3 separate regions of the Hordeum vulgare genome follow, and regions 1 and 2 are each linked to region 3. The links are chromatin contacts, called in public Hi-C maps. All regions are on one chromosome and are shown on one strand. The core of a region is the stretch at or near the end of the contact, and the rest is flanking DNA. Distances in the headings are between cores, read along the strand shown.

Evidence for each region. Hi-C and Micro-C count contacts between places; a contact is called where the count stands out from the background.
Region 1: a contact with region 3 is called in a Hi-C map of leaf, with 4 times the contacts expected there. The contact joins two enhancer-like sites. A contact is called at or near these places in 2 of 6 Hi-C or Micro-C datasets (leaf and seedling).
Region 2: a Hi-C map of leaf shows a contact between it and region 3, with 5 times the contacts expected there. The contact joins two enhancer-like sites. A contact is called at or near these places in 3 of 6 Hi-C or Micro-C datasets (leaf and seedling).

What each region holds. Positions count from the first base shown.
Region 1 is chr7H:581,809,524-581,812,682 of MorexV3_pseudomolecules_assembly, forward strand. No RefSeq gene overlaps it. Among protein-coding and RNA genes, the nearest start is that of LOC123408114, 60 kb to the right of the region's middle. Within about 2 kb of position 1,333, at least 3 of the 3 cell types and tissues checked have open chromatin away from gene starts, as enhancers often do. A contact at or near this core is called in leaf, where this site is marked.
Region 2 is chr7H:581,656,100-581,659,632 of MorexV3_pseudomolecules_assembly, forward strand. No RefSeq gene overlaps it. Among protein-coding and RNA genes, the nearest start is that of LOC123413315, 140 kb to the left of the region's middle. Within about 2 kb of position 1,447, at least 3 of the 3 cell types and tissues checked have open chromatin away from gene starts, as enhancers often do. A contact at or near this core is called in leaf, where this site is marked.
Region 3 is chr7H:582,119,269-582,122,500 of MorexV3_pseudomolecules_assembly, forward strand. No RefSeq gene overlaps it. Among protein-coding and RNA genes, the nearest start is that of LOC123408827, 99 kb to the right of the region's middle. Within about 2 kb of position 1,788, at least 2 of the 3 cell types and tissues checked have open chromatin away from gene starts, as enhancers often do. A contact at or near this core is called in leaf, where this site is marked.

The DNA of each region.
Region 1 (3,159 bases), core at 83-2,582, 310 kb before region 3:
TTTTTTATTTAAACGATCGAAACATTGACCGTTTTATGTAAATTATGTTTAAATTTTAATGAAATAAGCCGTGTTTGCATAAATTTGTTTGGTTTAGTTGAACCGTATTTAAATCAATTGCGGATAGTATTGAATGACCGGGCTCCGTATCTAAGTTCGCGAACTGGTCCGCTTAATGTCGGAGATGCTTTTATATTTTCTCTATCTCAAAATAAGTATCTTAATTTTGTATTAGTTTTAATATAAAATTATATTAAACTTGAGATATTTATTTTGAGGGAGTACACAGTTTTGTAGACAGTGGCGAAGCCAGCTATGTGGCAAGGTTTGGCACATGTCATACCTAAACTCGACTAAGTATCGCACGTACAGTATCAGCTTGATACAATATTTATGTTTTGAGCTGGGCTTAGCAGCTGCTGATGGGACGCGTTCATAGCCGCTTAACTGCATGTCATATCTGTCCATGGATTACGTCCTAAACCTTCCGACTGCACGTGTACTATGATCTGCATGGCGGAGGCAATAGCAGGGAGGGCACCGGGCACGGGCGAACACCAGGGCGGTAGTGGCAAGTGGCGGCCCTAGTTCACCGGTGAGGAGATGCTCTGACCGGTATACGACGACGCGACTCAGCAAAGCCGCGAGGATGATCAGCAGACGGCGTCACTTTAACTGAAATTAGACTAGATCACATCGTATAAGTATCTATATTCTTCGATTTTAGTTTAAATCATGTAGTACATTATTTTAACGGGGGTAAAGGATTTTTCTCATCGATTAATTGAGCAGAAAAGAATTACTCAGTTAATTAATTAAGCGGAAGAGATTTGCCTCATCATGTAGTACATTGTTCTAGTGCCTTCGCATTGTTGAAACACTAATGGATTAATTTATTTAGTAAACTGTTGAATAATTAACCATATAATTTATATCTAGTGAGGTATTTTGAGTGCCAATGCTCAGTTTTTTATCTGTCTTCCATATTTACTAAATATAAAGTGTTACCTTCGTCCCGAATTACTTGTCTCAAATTTTTCTATATAGATAACACTAAAATGTGTATACATATATCTGTATCTTTTCGAATTTAAGATAAGTAATTCGGGATGGAGAGAGTAATATACATCTATTTTAGTGAGCCTTTCATAATCATATTATATGTGTTATTCTCTTTTATAAACTTCGCCATACCTGAAAATAATTCCAGCCTCCGTCACTGTTTGTAGACAACCACGTGGCACAGTAGACGCACATGGTTTGCTTGTACGTGTCTACTACTTGTCTGCATACATACGCAGCGTGGCCACGCCAGGACGGCCGCCGGACCACACGACGGAGTACAGTAGCGTTTTCGTATTGTACTGCCGTATCGTTCGTACTACGTGGACGTAGCTGTTCCATCCAACACGATCGAAGCGGACGTTCCGAACGGAGCCAAAGCGTCGAGGAAGGGGCCGGGACACTCGTTCCTCTCTTGCCTGCAACAAGACTCCAAAAGCAGTACTATAAATGCGTTTGGACTTTGGACTGCAGCTTCCTTCCTTGCCACTGCTACTGGATGTTTATCCGAGAAACTACCCTGTAAAAGATCGATCGGCACACGGAAAAAGGTTGTAAAGCAAGCCCGGGCCCGAGAGTAATTTATTCTCGTGTCCATCGACGCCTTCTTTTGTACCTGGCTAGCTTTGCGGTGGTCAAAAGCGGCCGATGGTGGAGGCTCCACGCACGCACGCGCGGGTGTCGCATGGATGGAGCTTTGATGGATCGAACACGACGAGAGGAGAACAGCTTGGCGCCGGAGGCACCGCACATGGTCAGTCGCTCACCGGACGCACCGCTTTGGCTTCTTGCTGTCCGTGTTGCCGGCGTGTTGCGTGTGCCTCTGCTAGCACTAGCTAGCTAGAGTAGTACTCGGACCTTGGTCATTGATGATTGTGAGTTAAAGGGACCCTTTGGTTTCACGATGACGTGGAGTCGAACAGGTTGGTTCCATCCTTAGTAGCCGTTTTCGTGTTTAGTTAGGTTAGGAACCGAAATTCGGTCATCCACATGTAGGGAATATTTCCTCCAGAAGCTTCATCAAGTGATTCCGTCGATTTGAAGGAATCGACTCGTTATTCGTCCATGAAAACAAAGAAAAAGAAAATAACCAAGCAATTCTCACCGCGCTCACCCTCGCACCCGAACAAAAGTTTTCGTGGTTATTTTTGTTGTTGTTATTTTTTCGTTTTTGTGATTATTTTTTCATGGTTATTTTTTCATTTCTGTGTTTATTTTTCGTAAATATTGGTATGTACTCATGATCATATATTTTTATTTGCATGTATTGAAAATTGAAATAAAGTGTTGCTGAAAATTTAAATTATAATGCAAAGAACTCTATTTGTTCAGAGATGTAATCTCACCATTTATATCGAAGAGGTGAGTGACAGATTTTTTTATATTTCATCTCTCCAACTAAACACCGGGATGGAATCAACTGAACACAAGGATAAAACCAACCATGACTTTAAAATGGAACCATGACATTCCATGACTTTCGATTTTCAAATCAAACACACCCAGGTGATAAATTCATCGAGCATCGAGCAAAAATTCGATAACGACTTGATAGGGGATTGGTGAATGAAGCATGGGCGATTCTTTTCCCCCTTAGCAGCCCTGGAAAATTTACAATATAATCACTCAGATCATAGACCTTTGTTGGTTAATACGGAATGTCATTCTGCGCGTGCCCATGGTGACGCAAAACCGAAGAGGTTTGAGTCAAGATGGTTACCGGGAAGCAAAGTTTAAAGATACTGTAACGGAAGAAACCTAAACAGAGTATCCGTAAGACACGACGGGATCTTGAAAGGGTGATGACAGGCCCAATAGACGGCGCTCGTGAAGAAGCGAGGAAAGTTCTTTCGGAGTTGATTGAATATCTTGTGGAACTCGAAGAATTTCACATGATGCAATTGTCTCGAGTTTCATGCTTGAAAATGGGGACAAAAATACGGCATTCTTTCAAGCATATGCTTCAACAAGGAGAAAAAGAAACTATAATGGTTTTGTTGTTGCACTAAAACCAGATAAATTTTTCGAGTAATGGTTTCACTGCTGCACTGTAACCAGATAATTGACCGGTACATACTTTAAGCTATGGCACACCAA
Region 2 (3,533 bases), core at 197-2,696, 460 kb before region 3:
CATGCCCTACTCTTCCTCGTCGGAGCCTGTAACCCAAAAGGTGTCGGTGGATGTCAGGTCGATGACGGATCCTTCCTCAAAATAGATGACGTCCAGCACGACGCGGTTGCAACGCACGCAGTGGTGCACCTTACGAGACGTTGGAGTGTGTGACTCCGCCTCTCCAACGTCCACCACCGCGAGGGCATCCGCCACCTGCCGCGCCCGTTGCCTCGAACGGCGGGCACGCCGCCCCATGTTAGCGTCTGCGGACGCTCATAATGCGTCCTCGGCGTGCCAACGGAGGGGTTGCGCGTCCGGCACGACGTTCGACCTCTAGACGGACCGCACCGCCTCCAGTGGGGCAATGACGCTGGATCAAAGCACCGGTTGTACCGACGCAATGGATACCCGATGTTGCTAGTCTGAGCGCGAGCGATGGCGCCGGGCGGCCGACTCCCGGCAGCGGCAGATCATAAGTCGGACGACCATCTCCTTTTTAGGACCGCGTAGGATAAGCTCGTGGTCGACGAATCTGAAGGTAAAGAACTCGGACCTGCTTCCCGTCATGCCCGAAAAGGCCGGAGATCGCCGGAGGTGGGATGGAGTAGCGGATGGGAGTGAAATGAAGTGGCTAGAGTTTAATCCGGCGAACGAATGGTGATGAATATATGTGAGATCGATGCGGGCCAGTACGGACGATGCCGACGACAATTCATCATCGATCAGTAACCGGACGACCTCTTCACAAGTTTAAGACGAGTACGAAAGATCCGATTGTAGATGATCGAACTCTCTTGGGGCTCCCCTACAGTCACCATGGTGCAGCCGTGCAACGTATAACCTTCTTCTAGAAAACAAAGCCGTAGTAAGAGCATGTTCGGGATCTCTTCCATTCAAAACTCCGCTCCAGTCCTAGAGGAAAGGAGGAGCCCGGTTTTACCAACTCCTTAAAATTACGCTGGCGCTCCCTCCGCTCCGGGAGCCGCATTTGGAAGCGGAGAGGATCCAAACAGGTCCTAAACATTGCACTCCGATTTTAAAAAACGGAGCGTGCGTACGCCCGCGTGGTATGCACATATACTGTGTGTATAACATTGCATGTACACACATTTGACGTCTTGACGTGCGACGGTGCGAGTTGCATAATTACTGGCCGAAGATATCCGTGGCAGCACAGTGTACATCACCTATCCAAGTGTTGCAGTAATAATATGACGAGCGTGCTCAGCAGGTCTATACAGCCTTTTGTCGCGCCGAGGTCACGTGCATGCATGAGTAGCTGGTTAACGGAACCAACGTGCATATGCATGCATGCTGCATGCATGCAAAGCTAGCTAGGGTTCGCGAGGCGGCGATCCCACCGTGAGAGGTTTAATTTGCATATACGATTATGTGTATGTATGCATGTGCGTGCAGACGTGGCCGTGTCCACCTACTTTGCGTGTCCGCGTTGTGTAGCCACGCCAGCGTCTCGACCGCTCACCACGGACCACACGATACAAGTAGTCAGTTTCTACGTGGACCTAGCTGCTCCATGTATACAACCAGAAATAGACGTTTCCGGATGGAGCCAAGAACGTCGCGGGGACGGACGTTGTTCTCGACGTGTAGTAGCAAAATGACAAAAGCATACCATAAGCAAATATCAACGGCATGTGTATCAGGGAAAAACTGCCATCGAAAACCAAGTGGTTGATCGATCGGCGAAAAGTTGTAAACTATATACCTTTTTTATTCTCGAAAAATTGTAAATAATACCCTATGTATAATAATACTTGTAGTCTAGTTTTTTCTAACAACAAATATTTACAAACAGCGGGATTATATACATTTTTTGTTGAAAAGTTGTAAACTATATGGGAGAAGCTAATGCTCTATCGGCTGATTGTACGAGCAGTTCTGTCACCTGCGTAGCCGTTGGATCGTCCATGCGACCTCAAACGTGCTTACACACCTACGTTCTTTTCTTTGCTTATCACGTGTCTGTTTATCGTATGTTGCAATAATAACGGTGTTGCAAACCACGTCGAGGAATGACTATGGTAACTTACACAAGTTTTTGCAACATCGGCTATATTGCATTAAATAATTGTAATAAAATCTCTGTTGCGATTTTTTTGCTACAAGAACTTTATTGCAAAAAATAGCTTGCAACACAATCGATGTTGTAAAAAACATTCCGTAACACAATCTATGTTAAAAAAAAAATCTACATATGCTTCCGCAACACGATTCTTGTTGTAGAAAATATTCTATAACAAATTATATTGTAAAAAAAAATCTACGGACATTTTTGCAACACGCTATCTGTTGCAATTTTTTTTACTACATAATCAATGTTGCAAAAGACCCGTCAGCCCCTTTTTAACACTAGATCTGGTGGTTAGCGTCCCGACCGATTTTTTAAAAAGATCGGTCGACGGACGCGTAACATCATGCTTGTTTCTGCGACTGAAACGTTGTTTCAGAATTTTATGAGATGGACGGAGGTGTTCGAACCGTGCAAGCGAGTATATCAGATGGCTAATTGAATGTCGCATGATTACTACAAATCGATCCGTGGATGCCTAGCAGTCCCCAAACTATATACCTTTGCACGTATGTACGGGCTAATTCTTTTTCTCTGTCACCTTCTTTTCTAGCTTTCCGTGGTCAAAGGACGCCAAATGTGGAGGCTCCACGCACGTATGGTGTTGGGATGCACGCGCGCGCGCGCGCTTGAAGCTCCGATCGAACATGGGAGGAGAACGACTTTGCACTGGCCTCGCCGGGCACGAGGCATCGATCGCACATGCTGCTGCCCTACTCCAACCGCTTTGTCTTCTCGCTGCCGTATGCTTGGGAATTTCGCGTTGTAATTTGTTTCGGGCGTCGGTCACTTTCAGTTTGCTCTTTTCACGTGTGCTAGGCTGATACCTCACCTGTCACCCCAGAAAATGATGATGGTGCATCGAGTCAATAGACAGTAGAGAGTGTTCGGATCCCAAAGTACACGCAAAACGAAATAGTACTAGAAAACTCCACACGATGTAAGAATGCATGTGATCGATCAATCAGCAGACCTGAAAACAGGCATCTAACCACGGTTTATGCATACCTCCGCAGAGTGCTCTAAGATCGGCACTTCTGAGTCACCTGAACACGTACCTGAACACCATTGTATGTGTGCTTATAGACAGAAAACTTTTAACTCTCCCCCTTGACCCGCTTGCTTATGCCGGTTAATCTCAGGGAGTATGTATGATTCGTTTAATTTGGCCCGTGATCCGATAAGTTAGTGGTCACTGGAGCAGTGAGCATGAGGACCAAGCTACAAAACAACGGGGCCTAGTTGATTTGCCGCTACAAATGATGCCGGATTTCATCAGCTACAAATGATACTACCACTCAAGAGTCAACAGTGGCGTTGAGACACTGTGCCTAATTAGTCGAGGGGACACTGAATGCTGAATCCCAATCAAATCTTCTTTGTTTAAAGGGTGCTTGAATACGTTTTAGTTCCATGATTAAAAGTAGTGGGACTAAAACTTGCTAGCCTCACCCATGTTTGG
Region 3 (3,232 bases), core at 538-3,037:
ATAGAAAATATATCATTAGAAAATAGAACATCTAAAGTTTTTAATGATATATTTTTTGTAATATATGATTATCATTAAATTAATTAAATTGATGATCTAGATACACGTGCCAGACTTATAAACTGAAATGAAAAGAGTAAGAGTTGATGCATGCACGTGCCCTCGACACAACAAATGCCACTGCCACAGCTACAATCCTCGAAGAGAGAAGCAGTCATCAAGCAAGACTGCATGGAGCACACAAGCCTGCGATCGAGGGGCCGGTCCCTCGTGTCGTCGATCGGGGTCGATGAAATGTGCAGGCCAACAACCTCCATTATACCTGTGGGAAACAGCACCGATCCACTGCTCTTCTTCTCTCTAAAACAGAGAAGCCGTACCCTCTGCTCCTCTCTCTCCCTCTCTCTCGTGCGCACTAATTGTGTTTCCGAAAGCATTTACACCCAGACCGGCCAAATCCACTCCTATAGAACCACGGACGTGTCCGATCACGTCTGTAGACGCTTTCGGACGATCCTTCACATTTCATTCTATGCATCCATATACTTTATATTTTGACTCTTAAATCCACGTAAAATCATGTACATAGATCATCTGATACTAAACGTTGCATGTAAAACAAATGTATCATTCGTGAGCGTGAAGTAGTCATCGTGTGTGTCCATTCCCTCCACAATGCACATAAACAATGGTTTTCGCATGCGAAAACGACGACGAAAAAATGTATCATCTGAAAAGTTGGGTCCGGATCAAAGTAATCATTTTGAGTAGCTTTGCTTCGAATACTTGATAACTCTTCTCCTTTTGATTGAGCTCTTAAAATTGAGAATGTACTCCACTTCCCGGTTCATTCCGCTTGCATGCTAATGAACATCATCATGTCTACTTCTTCGTTCGAATCAGATGAATTGAAACTCATCTTGAATCAGTTGATCAAGCTTCGTTGGTCCATACTTCTCGTCAGATGAAACATAGAATCCATCGTTATCCCAAAAAAATTGATCAACAAATCAGGTAAGACATTCTGTCGAACGCATCCGACGCAAGACACAACCAGAGAGTTGTCGGACGTACCGCGGTGTCTTTGGAGCCGGCGATGACGTCCTATGCCGAGAGGTCGAGAAAGATGATCCCTGTGACCGAGCGGCGGGGATGGCAGAGGCTACTAGATGACGTAGCGTGCGCGGCGGCGGAGCTGCGAGGCGGACGACGCGCGAAGGAATTGGAGAAAGAAAAATAGAAAATGGGATCCGACAATTCTGCGAATGGATTTGATGCAATTTGTGATAGGTCAGGATGTCGGGTCCGACGTGACGGGCAAGCCGAGGCGCACCCGGGATCCCCTATATCCGTCCGATATTTAGGCTGGATATAAGGGATGTCGGTCAGCCCGAACGTTTAAGACATATCTGAGGGATCGTCTGAATCGTTTTTTTGTGACCGGTCAGTGACCAGACTATTTGCCCCGCGTTTGAGATGAATTTAAGGGGTCCGGGTGTAGATGCTCTCACAAACATAAACGATCGATCATAATCGATTGATGTAAGGGGGCCGGATGTAGATGCTCTCACAAACATAAACGATCGATCATAAATCGATTGAGTTTAAGGGGTCCAATGTTTGAGATGAATTTAAGGGGTCGGGTGTGGAAATCACTGAACGCAACTCCCCAAGGGTTTAATGGATTGATGTATGGTGTGCTGATGTTGATGACTATGTACTCCAGAAACCATAGTAGTGTGTGGACCTGATGATTTAGGACGGCCCACGTTACACTGGCGACTTTCTAGATTGAGGGGTTTGAGCAGGACGTCGCACCCATACGTACATATATTCTCTTCAGGAGGTCCTAGACATCGCCTTAAGCGCCTTTAGGCAAACCGGTGCCTACAGAGCTCCTTTTTGTGGGACGGCCCATGTTAAATGTATTGGTCCTTAAAATCAAAAACAAAGTCATAGAATATTTAAAAAAAATCCAGATTTACGTAAAAAGTTCAATAACTATAAAAAAAGTTCATCGATTAAGGAAATATGTTTATGCATTTTCAGAAATTTCACAGAATTCGAAAAAAAAATTAAATAAAGTTCATGAGCTTTTGGAAATAGTTTACTGATTTTGAAAAAAGTTCACGAATTTTAAATTATGTTCTCCAATTTGCAAAAAAGTTCATTGATTTAAAAAAATCATCGATTTTAAAAAAAAATCATCAATTTGAAAAAAAGTTCACGAGCTAAAACACAGATCTAATCTCTGGTTAGCAAAATTTGCATTTAACCGACGCCTGTAACGCTAAATAGCGTTTCCCATTCTCTTCTGCAGTTGCTAGATCAACAAACGCGGAAAGAAAAGCCGGGGATGCCAAAATTTACTGTCGCGCATGGCCGGCCCTGTGTCTCAGGAGGCCTAGGCAAACTCAATGACATGGCCCCTATATCCTAAGATCATATATTTTTAGTTTAAAATTTAACTATAATAATTGATTGACTCCATCGATAATAATAATAATTAAATTTTAACTTACTCAATCGACAATAATAATACTAAAAAAAGATAGCAAAATGAAACTAAAATGACATGATTATCTCAAATAAGAATCAAATTTCGACTGACTCCATCGACCATAATAATAATTTAGTGCTTCAGAAAAAAAAATCTCCGGGCGTTTCTTGATGCAAAAGTCATTAAGGGCAAAATAAAGATCAACATTGTCCAAGATATCCTTTTCAATGCAGCACATAGTCAAGCCATTTAGTCTATCTTGCAACATAGTTGACCTCAAATAATTTTTCGGTAGTTTTAGGCTGCAATTTTTCTCCATTGTACTGTCGGCATCATCTTCAAAATCTATTTGCTCCGGTGTGCTTGCACCATCTTCATTGACCTTAACATCTATATTTTCATGCACGGGATTAATTTCTTGCCCTTGTTCTTTGCTCGCATCAACATTGCTTGAAAATGTAAAGTATCTATTCAAAAAAACCTTCAGCGGTTGAATTTTCAGATCACTTCTTTTCTTTTTCTTCTTTTTTCAGCACCCGTCAATTGCTTCTTCTTAGACAACATGTCATGCTAATATGCTAAAATTATGAAAACAAAAACATGATACAAAGAATTAGTAATTTATACATCGAATGATTGAAACCCTAGACATCCATGGATAAATAGTTAAATAGTTAATATGTATATACTAATTACTAAACAAAGATGGATGGATAGACTACGTACTCGTGT